4 separate regions of the Mus musculus genome follow, and regions 2, 3 and 4 are each linked to region 1. The links are chromatin contacts, called in public HiChIP or PLAC-seq maps. All regions are on one chromosome and are shown on one strand. The core of a region is the stretch at or near the end of the contact, and the rest is flanking DNA. Distances in the headings are between cores, read along the strand shown.

Region 1 (3,400 bases), core at 432-2,931:
CAACAACAAACACAAGAAAAACTCAAAAGCAGGCAATTTTCCTAATGACAAGCCATGAGATATCTTTTCCTCCAACCTTAATGTTTGCTTCTAAAATATTTAAGTGGTACATCCACATGCTCATGCATTTTGTTCTACAGTCCAATCCTGCACGGAACTGTCAATTAAAATCAAGTTTACAATAAGTACCAAGGAGATTCATTTTCCAAGCAAGTTGCCATATTAACATTTCTTAGGCTATATTTTATAGCATAAAAGCCAAAACATGCCACCCAATTAAAATTCAGAATGTAAATTAGATATATAGAGCTTGCATACACAATAATCTGCTTCTCACAACAAAATATTTGTAATGTAAAATTCCTATCAGCTTTCCCCACAAAATATAACAAGGAAAATTAATATCCCTTATTGTGAAGGGAGATAGTATAATATTTTTTTCTTTTTACTAAAGAGGATATTATGAAAATAACAAAGCCACCAAAAGAAGAAACATGAATACATCGGTGGCTATATGCTAGAGTGGTACTATTTTTAAAATATGTTATGAAGCAATATCATGTGTAAAAGTTCCAGATTAATAGCTACCATCTAATTATGAACATCACTCATCAAAAATAATTAGCACGAGCAAACTAGCACAAAATGATTTAAAATGAAAGTAGAGCACTCATTATTAAAGGTCAAGATTTGGGTGCGAATGCTCCCCTGTCCCAATTCATCATTTCCTTACCGATTTTAGTATTAATCTGGAAAACTGCCAGAAAGCAAAAATCCATCATTTGTAATCTATTTTTTTCTTTTTGAGAAATCATTGGGATGAATTCTGGCACTTCTCCAGCCTCAGACAAACTGGGAAGAGCATGCACCTGCCAAGCTCAGCACAGAAAGCACATAGTCCAAGAGGGAGGGGCGGAGGAGAGATCAGACTTGCTGTTTTGGGAAGCAGAGAACTCATTCTGTTGCGGGCTGGTCCTTTAGTACAACCCCACTCAGTTTCCTTACCAAAATACCACGTGCAAGAAATCCTGTTTTCGTTGGGAGGGGTTATAGGCTGGAAGAACCAAAAATCAGAGGAAATGTAGACTCAGGGAAGGGGGAGTGGTTGGAGAAAGAATTCAAGTGACCCTGTGACGTCAGGAAGAAGCAGAGATTTAAGGAATGGAGTGGAAACTCACCGGGCTGCACAGATCTCAAAGGTCAAAATGCATATAGCCTCGCATGCTCCCCAGATGCAGGAAAAATGAAACGCCCACTCCTGAGCTTTCAATGTAAAGTAGAAGTCCGGGGGCTCAGTTGTTTCTGCCTTTGACGCTGGGGACAAGCCCTACCATGCAGAGTCTTGGCAATACTCAAAAGCAAGACCCGCCCGATTTCAGAGCCCTCTCCCGGGAATCCCCTAATACTCCTTCCCCCCACCCCCTCCCGCGCCGGAGGCTACAGACACCTTCATCTTCACTCCCCACCTTCTCCTGGCCCTCTAGCTCTTAACAGCATCGGTCTCCATGGCGACCTGAAACCGCAGCTCCCATTGGCTCGTTCAATATGAGGGCCGGGCCAATGGGGAGGGCCGGCCCTCTCCTTCCGCCCAATGGGGCGGGCGCGGAGCCTGTCTGGGGACGGCAGCGTGCTGACGTTCCCGGGTGCCGGGACTGGCCGGGCGGGCGGGCGGGCTGGCGGCGGGGCGGCGGCCTCTGAGCAGTCTAGAGGGCTCCGGGGCTGAGTGCGCGTGGACGCCGGCCGCGGCGGCGGCACTATGGGCACGGGGTAGAGGCGAGCTGCCGCCGCCACCGGGGTGGTGGGAGAGCCTCTTCGGGGGAGGGGGCGGGAGGGGAGGGAGGGGAGGGCAGCGGCGAGGCTGCCGCACTTCGGCCAGTTTGCTCCGGTGCCGCAGCGGCGACCCTTCGGCGTGGATGTCCCTGGTCCCTGGAGCGACGACGGCCTCCGCCTGAGCTGGAAAGTAAGTGCGCGGGGCTGGCGGGAGGGCTCGGGGCTCTGGGGTGCTAGCTGCCCAGAGCGCGTCGAGCCGGGACCTGGCGGCGGCCAGGCGCCCCCCGCGGCTCCCTGGCTCGGATCTCTCGGTCCCCGCCGCGTGCTCCGCCATCCCGCCCGCCTCTCCCCTCCCCCCGGCGGCGCACAACTTTGCCCCGCACAGCTCGGCGCGGCCGCTTTTCCTCCCGCACCGCGCCACCGCTTCTCGAACTTGAGCCCCGAGGCTCCCGCGCGCCGTCGTGCCCGGGACCGGCCGTCTGTGTGTCCGTCCCTCGCTCCACCGAAGCAACCGCCAGCCGTGCCTCCCACGCTCGCCCGGCGTGTCGCCCGGGCCCCCAGAGCAGCGCTGGTGCCCGTGACGACCGCCCGGAGGGTCCAGGGCTCCCAGCTTGCAGCTGCAAACCGCACGCTCCTCCCTAGCGGGCGCCCCAGCCTTAAGGCTCCAGGCTGCCCTCCCGCGCCGCACTGCCTCCTCGCGCTGCCAGGAGTTAGAGCGAGCAGCTGCACCCAACGGAGGGTCGTGGGTCCCTGTCCCCTCTTACTCCTTGGGAAACGAGAGGGCGAGCGGCGGGACCGGGTTTTGGCGGCATAGTGACTGAGTGCGACACCCGGCGAGCGCGGGCAGCGGAGGCGCCGCGGTTGCTCCGGGCGCCGCGATAGGCAGGTGTGTGCGTCCAACGGGCGACGCGCGCTGCCAGCTTGTAGGCTGGCGACAGATTGTGCTGGAATGCAAGGAATGCACCAGGGACAGAGTCCGCACGGGCCGCGGCCGCACTAGCGCCTTCCCGGCCCTGATCTCGCCGCGTAGCCAGAGGTCACGGCGCATCTTCAGAGCTGGTAAGCCTCGTTCACTCTCCTGCCTCCGCTTCTCTCCCTGCGGCAGAGGGCGGTGGAGAGGGAAGCGCGGTAGTTTTCTTGGGGCTCCAGCCTATGGTTCTGGATTTTTTGCTGCATTGGTCTCCAGGACCGTGAATTTAGGTGTCAGTGTACCCAAGGTTATTATTGATCGTTGCAGAAGGCTCTTGGCAAGTTTGCTTTTGCAAGATTTGGATAGTGCGTGGTTTTTTTTTTTTTTTTTTTTTTTAACCAGGGTTTTCTGAATACCAGCAGAGACAGGGCCGAATGTTCTTGAGTAAGCTTGCAGCCAACATCTTTTAGCTGTATCAGAAAATGTCTTTTAGTGCTCCAGGTCCGGGGTGTATTGCAAGAGATCTTGAATGCATCACTGCTGTCATGAGGATCGGAATATTTTCCATCGTCATACTGGGCTGTGTTTAGGCCTCGTATAATACATAATGAATAGTAACAGAGCAGCAGTGTTTGGCCAGCGATGGGACAGATAGAACTGTCTGGTACAGTTAAATTCGGGGCGTGTAAGTTACCACTGCAAGTAACCCGGGGACATCAC
Region 2 (3,400 bases), core at 511-3,010, 250 kb before region 1:
AAATAGTGTGACAGAAATGGACGGGACAAGGAGCCTCAGCAACTCCAGAGATGGGTTCTGATTCAAACACGTCTCTTCTGTAGAAAGACTCCCTCAGCCCTAGAAAAGTGCCTAGTATGTTCTTGATCCTTTATATAACAGGAGTTTCCTATTAGAGAATATAGCTCTCTAATTTAGAATTTCCCTTTCAGATTACTACAATTTTTACTGTTTTCTTTTGGGCCCAGATACAGTCATCTTTAAAAACATTGTTTTAATCTCTTAGTGGAACTCATAAACTAAGAAGGTCAAGCTCATTATCCCAAATGCCCTTCTCGGCTCTGCGGTTACATAATTGCAGGGAATTCTAAGAACTGTTCATCAGGACATCCACACTGCTCTCTATAATTGTGGATTGTCCCCCAGCCTCAGTCACAGCAAATGGACCCTTTTCTTATTAAAATAATGGCTTCCTCCTCCTGGGTCAACATATTAAGTCACAGCAGCCACCAGTATTACCTCATGCACACAGTGGGCAACCAGTTGCCATCAAATCCTCTGGGAGATCTTAAACTAGGAGGAAATCAGTGGAACAACATGGGAAAGTGGGGGTTTAAGTATGAAAGTGAGAGTATAAACTACATTATAAAAAACCACTTCTTTCATTCATAGGTATAAATATTGAATGGGAACACTCGGTGCGACAGATCCTCCCTCTGATATAGCTCACCCTGACATTGCAGACAACGCTTCCCCAGCTCACTGTCACGGACTAAAACCCCTCCCTTACCTTTCTCTGTCTTTCACTGACTGTTCTGCCATTAACTTCTTCAGCTCTTCCAGACGCCGGAGATCTCTCTTTTCCATTTCTTGCCACTTCTGCTGTTTCATAGCCCAGTATTTTCTTATCTAGTGCATGAATGTTACACCAAATTTAAATTAACAACAGATAATGGGGGCGAGACACAAGACAACAACAGTATCCAGTTGCTCAGACAGCAAAGATCAGATTGCAATGGCATTTCATCTTTGTGTGTGTGTGTGTGTGTGTGTGTGTGCTTTAGAACTACCTATAAAATATTCGCAACAAAAAAAAATTAAAAACACAAAGATGCAAGTCTCTGGAAAGTGCTTGGCTTAGCCCTTTCTGAAGTGGAAATGTACCCTATGCTGAGACCTCGATTTTAATCTATGGCTGAAATAATTGACTTTCAGGGAACCACCGTAAAAGCATGTTACTGCCTCTGAAGAATATAACCTACCTGTTACCCAGGGGTATTTTTATCCTCTTATGGTAATGCAGTCTTTAACAAATATGGCATTAAGACTATTTTTACCTTAAAAGCATGGGTTTATTTATGCTAATGGATAGCAGGATGTTGAAAGCGTTATGCCCCTGGAGGAAGTGGCAGGAGATGGGTGGGAGGAAGGAGGGGAAGTACGAATTAACACGGTTGTGGTAAAGAGTAGTCTCGACCTATGTGGTAAAATAAAGGTCACGCTTATCAGGTTGACAAAGATGGAAGGCATTGTTCTTCCTGGGCTGGCTTTACTTCTCTCAATGGAAGCAAATAAGCATTATTTCCATGTCAGGGTTCCACAGTGTGCTTAGGCAACCCAAGTTAGTAGAAGCCGTTCCACTACTCTAGGTTGCCACGTTCCTGTCGTGAGACACTGGCTCTTGCTAGGAAAAGACAGAACGGCACCTCCTCAGTGCTGACAGGCAACAGTCTGTAGGGGCTGCCTAGCCAAACCTCCAGTGTGGCATTTCCTCTTCTGAAAGTTTAGACAGGAAAAGCTAAGTGATTTCCTGGCTGTCCTGAGCACGATGTTGTCTGATCGCTAGGAGCCTCTCAAGAGGCAGCCGAGGATCCTCTGGAGCACGGGCAGAGCAGTGATGCAGCCGAAGGGGAACAGCAGCTCAAGGCTCAGCACAGTGGAAGGTGAAACCCACTCCGCATGACTAAAGGTAGAGTTTAAAGAGAACAGAAAAAAAAAAAAAAAACCAGAAAGAAACCTACAACAAAGATAGAGAGAGAAAGAAACAGAGAAAGACAGAAAGTCAGAGACAGACACACACACACACACACACACACAGAGAGAGGGGGGGGGGAGAGCAGTTCACGTGATAAATGCCAGCAATCCCTAAGTGCCAGGCAGGATAACAGACTATCTTCATCGGGCATAAGTCATCTTTATACTTTTCTGCATTCTCTTACAGGTTTTTTGGCAATAAATATGTCTTTCATTATCACAGTGGTACTGCTACTTCAAAATTAAGCTTTAAAAGGCATATATATGAAAGACAACTTTCTCCTAGGTCATTCCAGCCCAATAATAGACGCTCACTCTTGGTGCTGGCCTAGAAGGAAGAGCAGAGCTCCTTCTGAAGACTGGCTGCTGATGCCTGCTCGCCTCTGCCATTACTTATGTTGCCTTATGCAGATCAAAGACTATGATCTCTTTCCATCTCTGCTTTCTTCCTCCAAGGCAGTCATTTACAGTGTTAAGCCTGAGTGGGGCCTTGAGAAACCTCAGGGCCATGATCTGAAAGGTTCCTCAAAGCTTCAGACTTCAGAGGACCTCGTCCTCGCTATAACTGAAATCACAGGAAAAAGAGATACTCACTGAATATAGCACCCTTTACCTGTTCTGGTCAGTGCTATCTGTGGACTTCCGGGTCACCCCCAGATCTGGTCGAGAATTCAGACACCCGAGTCACAAAGCCCTCCAGGCTACCTCTGCCGACATCGAAACTGCCTTTCAACCTGTTACTCTAATATTTTCAAGACTTTTACAAAGAATTATCTCCTCCTTCAGGATTTGATTATCATTAGCATTCTACCCATAAAATCTTAAATTATATAGCAATAGGCTCTTTGGCCAGAATTGGCCCCTCTCCATCTTCATCCTCTGGCTTTTGGCTTTGTACACTGGTTAGTTTGGCCCTGAACATGATGCTTTGCTAGTTAGTAAATCCCTTCTCTGCCCCACTAGATTGCAAAGCACGTGATTTACCAATCTTGGCGTTTCTGAATGTCTTCTAGAACAGTGTGTGCACTTAATAACCATTTGATTAATGATACAATTGTGTGAACAGGTACTAAATCCATGGCTTCCGTGAGACCTTCAGTGAAAATTATCTTTTAAAAATTAATTCCTGGTCAATAGCTCCCAATAGACACGGAGAGGCATGGAGGGAACACATTTTTCACAGGGGACACAAAAGCTCTAACCTTCCTTAAAGTCCCACCAAGGAGAGGAAGGGCTGTCCCCCCCTCAGTGGTCATATGTGCATGGTCTAGAGACACTAAAAGACCCTTATCCAGGGGTAGTTCTCCATCCTTAAATCTCCCTACTCCTCCCCCTGTGCTTCTCTTCATTACCCCTCTGTTCACTTTGTGCTGCTTCCTTCTCTGAA
Region 3 (3,400 bases), core at 367-2,866, 230 kb after region 1:
AGCATTGGTGACCTGGCCACAGTGACCATCTTTTCCTCTAATGCTTGTGTGGGCTTGAAGCTCCTGTCAAGGAAGTTCCTGCATGTGCCCAGCGCATCGGAATCTAGGGTAGTCATAATCTGCTAGGTGAATTGAGGTGGAAATCTATCTCTTATAGCCTCAGAACCCAGCAGTGCCACCAGGCCACAGTCCTGTTAAGGGCCTAAGAGAGGCCCCTTTCTTGTCTCCAACAAATTTAGTGGCTCTAGGTTTTCTTTGGCTTACGGCACTGAAAATCAATACCTGCTTCTCTCCTTTCCACAGCGTGGGGGATGGTCCCCAGGACCTCCTGCCACAGGCTAGGAAAGTGCCCCTCCCCCCCCCTGCTGATTTTACCTTTTGTTCCTATGGAAACCCATTGCCAGATCTGGAATATCTACAAGTATGACATGATTTCATTTCAGGATCTCTCACTAATTATAAAAATCCTAATACCTTACACAAATACAACAAAATAGTTACAAAGAAAAGAAAACCTTATACCAAAACCAAACAAACCAAAAATCCCTCTGAAGTTATGTGTGAATTTTCAGCCCACCACACCCTAGGAAGGAATGGCCTCTGGGCTAGGAGTGGTGACAATGGATGTTTTGAAATACAAAACCTACTGTCTATTCTGTCCATTCCTGACCCCTAAGTCCCCAAAGCATCTCTTCAGGGAAGCAAGAGCAACAGAGGTGAGCCCTACCCTTCCAGCTCTCTGTTGGTGAGTTTAGATTCCAGACGGTTTGACCTTCTCTCCCAAGTTTCTCCTATACAGTCCCTTTCCCCTCAGAAAGTACTCGAATGAAACTAGAATATCAGGGTCTGCCAGAGTCCATGGTGCCTGAGGCAGGATTTTTAGAGGCAGTATTCTGTTGTTTTCTTGGTGGTGATGTTTTCTTTTCTTGGTGGCCATTATTCTGAGGTGTGCTCTTGTTATATAGCCAAGCCTGGCCTCAAACTTGCCACCCTCCTGCCTCCTCTGTGTTAAGATTACAGCTATGAGGCCCCCATGATGACCTCGGTGGTAGCTGTAATTCAGATCAAGGCCACCAACTCACGTAGACCTCCCACTGAAAGGTAAACACCGTATTTCCATCCCTTGAACCTGGGTGAGCTTGTAGGACCTCTGTCAAAAGGAGAAGTCACATGGTCACAAATGGCTTTCTGCTCAGTTCACAGGGGCATGGTGGCAGGAGCTCACACAGTCTGAGGTCATCATGTCAGAGAGACCAAGGGAAGGACCATTGAGAGCACGGGAAGGGAGAAATGACCACAAGCCTCTTACCCTTCGTTCAAGCAATCGCAACCCAAAGCTCAAAATGTGTGCATGGAGAAACCTTCAGTTAACTTCACCTTTAGCCTCCAAGCCTTCTAGTTTGTGGCTCGGACATCACGGAGCAGGGACCAGGCATACCTAACATGACCTACTTAATCCTTGGCTGGTAGGGATCAGAAGAGGTTTTGCAGCACAGCTTGTGCGGTGGCTTGTCAGACAATAAAGAATTGAACCTGGGAAGGAGAAAGGATGTCTCACCGTATAATTCCTTGTTCCTTTTCCCCCTGTCTCTCTTTGGATCTCCATGTTAGAAAAACAGCCCCATAGGAGGGAAAGAAACTAGATGCTAGCAGCTTTAATTAATCCTCTGCCTTGCCGCAGTTTCTTGCATCATTTATATGCCTTTGCCCAAGGAAGTGGCTGATGTTCTCCCTAATTTAGGGATAAGGAAACCTTGACTTATAAGATTTGACAACGCCAGCCAGGAAGCCACCTGGGTATGAAGCTCTGCCTTACCCCTCGCCTCTATGTTGTTCCTGAGCACAGTGTATTCAGAGTTAGCACCTAGATTATCTTTGTCTAAATTAAATTTTCTGCAAGACTGTGTTCTTAGGGAAACCAAATTAAAGTACCGTTGAAAGAGCCACGGCAACTCAGGAGGATTAAGCATGTCAAAACATCCCTAGGCATGTTTCCCCCAAGATGGCACAGGCTGTTCATTTGCTTCTCTTGCGAGATTGTCTTGCTTTGAAGCTCACGGCAAATATCTTCCCCGACAGTGAAAGAGTGTGCAAGGGACTGGAGCCTGTTCCCAAGTCTATCCCCCGTGGAAAACAGAATGGCAGCAAGTTTCCTGGGGGTGGGGGTGGGGGTGGGGGTGGGGGTGGGAAAGAGCCTAGTGGCTTCAGGCTCTACAAAGTCTTCCTACCCTTTCAAGAGGTTTTCTCTTCAGAACCCCTGGTGGCAGCTGTCCAGAGGAAGAATCCAAGTCGCTTGGGTTGTTTGTTTGTTTGGTTGGTTGGTTTTGGTTTTGGTTTTGGTTTTTCGAGACAAGGTTGCCCTGGCTGACCTGGAACTCACTCTGTAGACCAGGCTGGCCTCGCACTCAGAAATCCACCTGCCTCTGCCTCCCGAGTGCTGGGATTAGAGGCGTGTGCCACCACCGCCCCGCCCACTTGTTTGTCACGTGGCCCGTGAAACAGAGACCTAAAGAAACAGCAAGACCATATCCATCACGAACAGCCCTTTGGACCTCTGATGACCCCAACAGTCAACTCCAGCTCTGCCAAGGGAGAAAGGCGATATCTAACAGGGTGATCTTTCCCTAGGTTCTGACCCACCAAAGTGTGTGGGGAGGCAGGTTACTGAGAAGCGCTTGGGAAGGTCAAGCCCAGAGGCATTGGCTCAGAAAGAGGTTAAGAGTAACCATATCTCCTATCTCCCCGCCCCCTGCCCATCTATCTCATTAGACAGTTCATGTCTTTTCTACCTAGTGCTTTGTGTCTAGCTTTCTAACCAAACATTACAAGGCAGACTAAGAGCAAAAAGCCCAGCTAAAGAAGACCAAGGAAGCAGCTGAGCCTAGCTCATTGAGTCAGACCAGGAATCTAAAGGGACTCTGACTGACATAGTAAAGCTCCTGACGAGGAAGCTAGCTGGCACATAGTAGGTGGACAAAGTGGGCAGACAGATGACAGTTCTAAAGAATAAAATAGACCCGAGATTTAGAAATCAGACTGTAATGGAAATGAAAATGCTTTGGATAAACATAGCTGAAGGAAAAAAAAATCAAGTAAATTTGATGAAATGCCTATAAGAACTGGAAAATGTGTGATAATCCCGAGCAGAATCTACAAGATTATGGGTCAAATAAGAAAGGAGCAACAGCACAACAATAATGAGACAAAGAAAGGGGGAGGGAGGGGGAGGGGAGGAGGAAGAGGTTGTAGGAGGAGGAGATGGAGGAGGTGAAGGAGGAGGAGGAGATGGAGGAGGTGGAGAAAGAGGTGGAGGAGATGGAGGAGAAACAACAGTAGCAACAGTAATAGGACTTCTTAAAATTAATGGGAATGAACCATGGGTCCAGGAAGGTTAGAGAAT
Region 4 (3,400 bases), core at 378-2,877, 180 kb before region 1:
AACAACACCCTTCACAATAGCCACAGATAATATAAAATATCCTGGGGTAACTCTAACCAAGCAAATGAAAGACCTGTATGATAGAAACTTACAGTCTTTGAAGAAGATATCACAAGATAGAAAGAGCTCCCATGCTCATGGATCAGTAGGATAAACAGTAAAAATGGCCATTTAACCAAAAGCAATCTACAGATTCAATACAATCCCCATCAAAATTCCAACACAATTCTTTACAGACCTTGAAAGAAGAATATTCAATTTCATATGGAAAAACAAAAACCCAGGGTAGCTAAAAACACTCCTGAACAGTAAAAGGAATTTCAGAGCTAGCACCATCCCTGATCAAGCTGGACTACAAAGCTGTAGTAATAAAAAACACAGAGTATTGTCAAAAAACAGACACATTGATCAATGGAATTGAATCAAAGACCCAGATGTAAATCTGAGGACACCTGATTTTTGATAAAGAAGCCAGAAATATACAATGGAAAAATGGAAGCATCCTCAAGAAATGGTGCAGGTCTAAGTGGATTTACATGTAGAAGAATGCAAATAGATCCATATCTATCACCCTGCACAAAACTCACATCCAAGTGCATCAAAGATCTCAGCATAAAACCAGATACACTGAGCCTGAGCATGTTGAAACACATTGGCATAGGAGACTACTTCCTGAATAGAACACCAATAGTACAGGCACTAAGATCAACATTTAATGAGGCCAGGCAGTGGTGGCGCACGCCTTTAATCTCAGCATTTGGGAGGCAGAGGCAGGTGGATTTCTGAGTTCGAGGCCAGCCTGTTCTACAGAGTGAATTCTAGGACAGCCATGACTTCACAGAGAAACCCTGTCTCGAAAAACCAGAAAAAAAAAAAGAAAGAAAGAAAGAAAGAAAGAAAAAGGAAAGAAAAGAAAAGAAAAGAAAAAAGCAATTAATGAATGGGACATCATGAAACTGAAAAGCTTTTCTAAGTCAAAGGACACAGTCAATAGGACAAAAGAGCAGCCTATGGACTGGGAAAAGACTAAAATTTTCACCAACCCTATATCTCACAGAGGGCTAATATCCAAAATATATAAATAACTCAAAAAACTAGATACCAACAAACTAAATGATTTAATTTTAAAATGGGGTAGAGACCTAAACAGAATTCTCAACAGAGGAATCACAAATGGCTGAGAAACCCTTGAAGCGGTGTTAGGGGAGTTGGTGGGGAGGGGCTGTCCTGACTCTTACTTATGGGACCCTTCTCCTCCCATTGAGTTACCTTGTCCAGCCTTGATGCAATGGGTGGCACCTGTGGGTTTTTGTTGTTGTTGTTGTTGTTTGGGGTTGGGGGTTGTTTGTTTGTGTTTATTTGTTTGTTGTTTTGTAGCTTGTTATGCCACGTTTGTTCAATGTTCCTGGGAGGCCTGCTCTTCTCTGGGGGGAGGAGGAATGGGTGGATCTTGGGGAGAGGTGGAGAGAGTGGGAGTGGGTGAGGGAGGCTGGGGGAATGGGGAAGTAGAAACAGAGAAGAATAATTTTTAAAAAAATGTTTTTCTTATGCAAGAACACCGCTAAAAGAGACGAGCCACGGGTTGAGAGAAGATAAAAAGAGAACTTGTAGAGAGAACATGTAAAAAACATACAGTGAGGAAGAGGAAGTCAGGAAACCCATGAGAGAATCGGGCAAGACTTGAGTAGAAGGTTCACTAGCTAGATAATGAATAAAGATTCCCCGCCATTATTTTAAATGCATGTGAAAATCACAACTAGTCCCCGCTCCTTAGTCACCGAGCTAAGGCTAGAGAGGCTGCGGTACTGAGAACATGATGTGAAGGATGTGGGCTGAAAATCTGGATAGCCACTTGGGGAAACCATCTGAGCATTATTTACTCAAGCTACGCCACTCAAACCTTCTGATCCGCCCACTCTGCTCCTAAGGACCCAATAGGAATCAGCACATCCATTCAGGAAGGCGTATCCCATTATGTTCCGAATAGCAAAATTCAGGAAACCGTATAAATTGTGTTGTTATCAAATGAAATGCTATACAACATCAAAAATTTGTTTCCACACGAAATAAGGTTCAAGCAGAGATGATGAACCTAAGAAGGCTAAAGGCTGTGTACTCAATGATTTGATGTAGATACAGTTTGTGGTAGACAGAAGACACCCACAGTGGTGGTGTCTGGAGGGTGCCTAGGGTGAGGAGGGCAGTCGTTACTAAAAAGGCCGTGAGCCAGCCTCTGAGCCACAGAAATTTGTTTTATATGTCGTGTCTCTTAGCTCAGTGCTTACATAGGGTCTAATAAGTGAATTTCATTCTACAGCTCACTTAAGTGCCTGGCAGCACACAGTGCAACATACTGCACCCTGCACAGTTCAGAGGCTAATGGCAATGCTCACAAAGTGAACAGAGGAAGTGTAGGAGTGCACAGACTGTCCTCGCCCCTGTCCCCGCCCCTCCGCTCCCCCTCCTCGATCCTCGACCCCGGCCCAGTCCCCGTCCTCGCCCCCCCCCCCACTCCCCCCGACACCCGCCCCTGCCACTGTGTTCCCTATCAGCCACCAAGGATGAGAAACAAGTACAGGCTCAACAGCCTGGGGTAGATCTGGGGTAGATCAGTCTAGAGACAACTTGTACTTTTTTACGTTCCAAACTTAAGCAGTGTGAAAAGATCTTCCTACTTTTAAAAAAAAAAAAAAAAAAAAAAAAAAAAAAAGCCGATCAAACATGTTTCCTCCATGTTTTCAAACAAGCATTTGTTTTTAGATATATTACTCACTATACTATGTCTGCCAGGCTTTTTTTTTCCCCTACTAAGAGAATGAACTGTCTTATTTGTTGTGCCCTCGTGATCCTCCTAAATGACTTAGCAGGAAACCAAGATGACTATATCACGTTGTACCTTAGCACAAGTCATTTACAGTTACTGGAGCACAGCCGCAACCCACACCTTCAGTTCTAGCATGGGGACAGCGCCTCTGTGTTTGCCTGTGTGCCCCAGATACCCACACTCCAGCCTTTCAACCATACTGCTCAACTCTTCAAGAATACTGAAGCCCCTCAGTGGGCCAGAGGAAGGGCAAAGCCCTACCTACACCCCACACCTTGCTGAGGGCCACACATGACCACCAAGCTTGTTCATGCGTGCTCCAAGTGAGTCTTTCCTCCTTGGCCTTTTCAGCTCCTCCATTGTGAATGGAGTCTGGCTCAGCATCAGACAGTTCCATCTTGCCAGACCTGGTGCACATGTGGCACTTATGGCAGGTCTTAGATGTCACCATCAAAATTTCAATACTAACATCCTGTTACAGTAACCTTAGATTGAGCTTTATACAATTATGGGCCTTTTTTTTTTTTTTTTCACCTAAATGAATCACAACATCTACGGTTCAAACCAACAGTTTTC

What was found. HiChIP or PLAC-seq counts read pairs in DNA pulled down with a chosen protein or histone mark.
Region 2: a contact with region 1 is called in an H3K27ac HiChIP or PLAC-seq map of thymic regulatory T cells, with 5 times the contacts expected there. The contact joins the enhancer-like site here to the promoter of Pkp4 in region 1. A contact is called at or near these places in 2 of 39 promoter capture datasets (hippocampal neurons and liver), 4 of 115 datasets of contacts at active chromatin or transcription factors (bone marrow-derived macrophages, memory CD8 T cells, neural progenitor cells and 1 more) and 1 of 9 other capture datasets (adipose tissue).
Region 3: an H3K27ac HiChIP or PLAC-seq map of embryonic stem cells shows a contact between it and region 1, with 2.4 times the contacts expected there. The contact joins the promoter of 5330411J11Rik here to the promoter of Pkp4 in region 1. A contact is called at or near these places in 2 of 39 promoter capture datasets (hippocampal neurons and liver), 1 of 484 Hi-C or Micro-C datasets (embryonic stem cells), 12 of 115 datasets of contacts at active chromatin or transcription factors (the 230-238 cell line, CD8 T cells, embryonic forebrain and 4 more) and 3 of 9 other capture datasets (embryonic stem cells, liver and macrophages).
Region 4: an H3K4me3 HiChIP or PLAC-seq map of bone marrow-derived macrophages shows a contact between it and region 1, with 3 times the contacts expected there. The contact joins the enhancer-like site here to the promoter of Pkp4 in region 1. A contact is called at or near these places in 1 of 39 promoter capture datasets (liver), 2 of 484 Hi-C or Micro-C datasets (Sertoli cells and bone marrow-derived macrophages), 2 of 115 datasets of contacts at active chromatin or transcription factors (bone marrow-derived macrophages and embryonic stem cells) and 3 of 9 other capture datasets (adipose tissue, liver and pancreatic islet).

What each region holds. Positions count from the first base shown.
Region 1 is chr2:59,159,169-59,162,568 of GRCm38.p6, forward strand. Pkp4 (plakophilin 4) reads left to right here and starts at 1,682. Exons shown (of 22, transcript NM_026361.2): 1 at 1,682-1,960. It overlaps Ccdc148 (coiled-coil domain containing 148), which reads right to left and starts at 1,515. Exons shown (of 15, transcript NM_001372501.1): 1 at 1,179-1,515.
Region 2 is chr2:58,905,586-58,908,985 of GRCm38.p6, forward strand. It overlaps Ccdc148 (coiled-coil domain containing 148), which reads right to left. Exons shown (of 15, transcript NM_001372501.1): 12 at 770-888. Among named protein-coding and RNA genes, the nearest start is that of Upp2, 150 kb to the left of the region's middle. Within about 2 kb of position 1,761, at least 45 of the 459 cell types and tissues checked have an H3K27ac peak or open chromatin away from gene starts, as enhancers often do. A contact at or near this core is called in memory CD8 T cells and thymic regulatory T cells, where this site is marked.
Region 3 is chr2:59,385,066-59,388,465 of GRCm38.p6, forward strand. It overlaps 5330411J11Rik (RIKEN cDNA 5330411J11 gene), which reads right to left and starts at 1,617. Exons shown (of 3, transcript NR_040510.1): 1 at 1,559-1,617.
Region 4 is chr2:58,976,729-58,980,128 of GRCm38.p6, forward strand. The region is part of intron 10 of Ccdc148 (coiled-coil domain containing 148); the gene reads right to left. Among named protein-coding and RNA genes, the nearest start is that of Ccdc148, 180 kb to the right of the region's middle. Within about 2 kb of position 1,628, at least 6 of the 459 cell types and tissues checked have an H3K27ac peak or open chromatin away from gene starts, as enhancers often do. A contact at or near this core is called in bone marrow-derived macrophages, where this site is marked.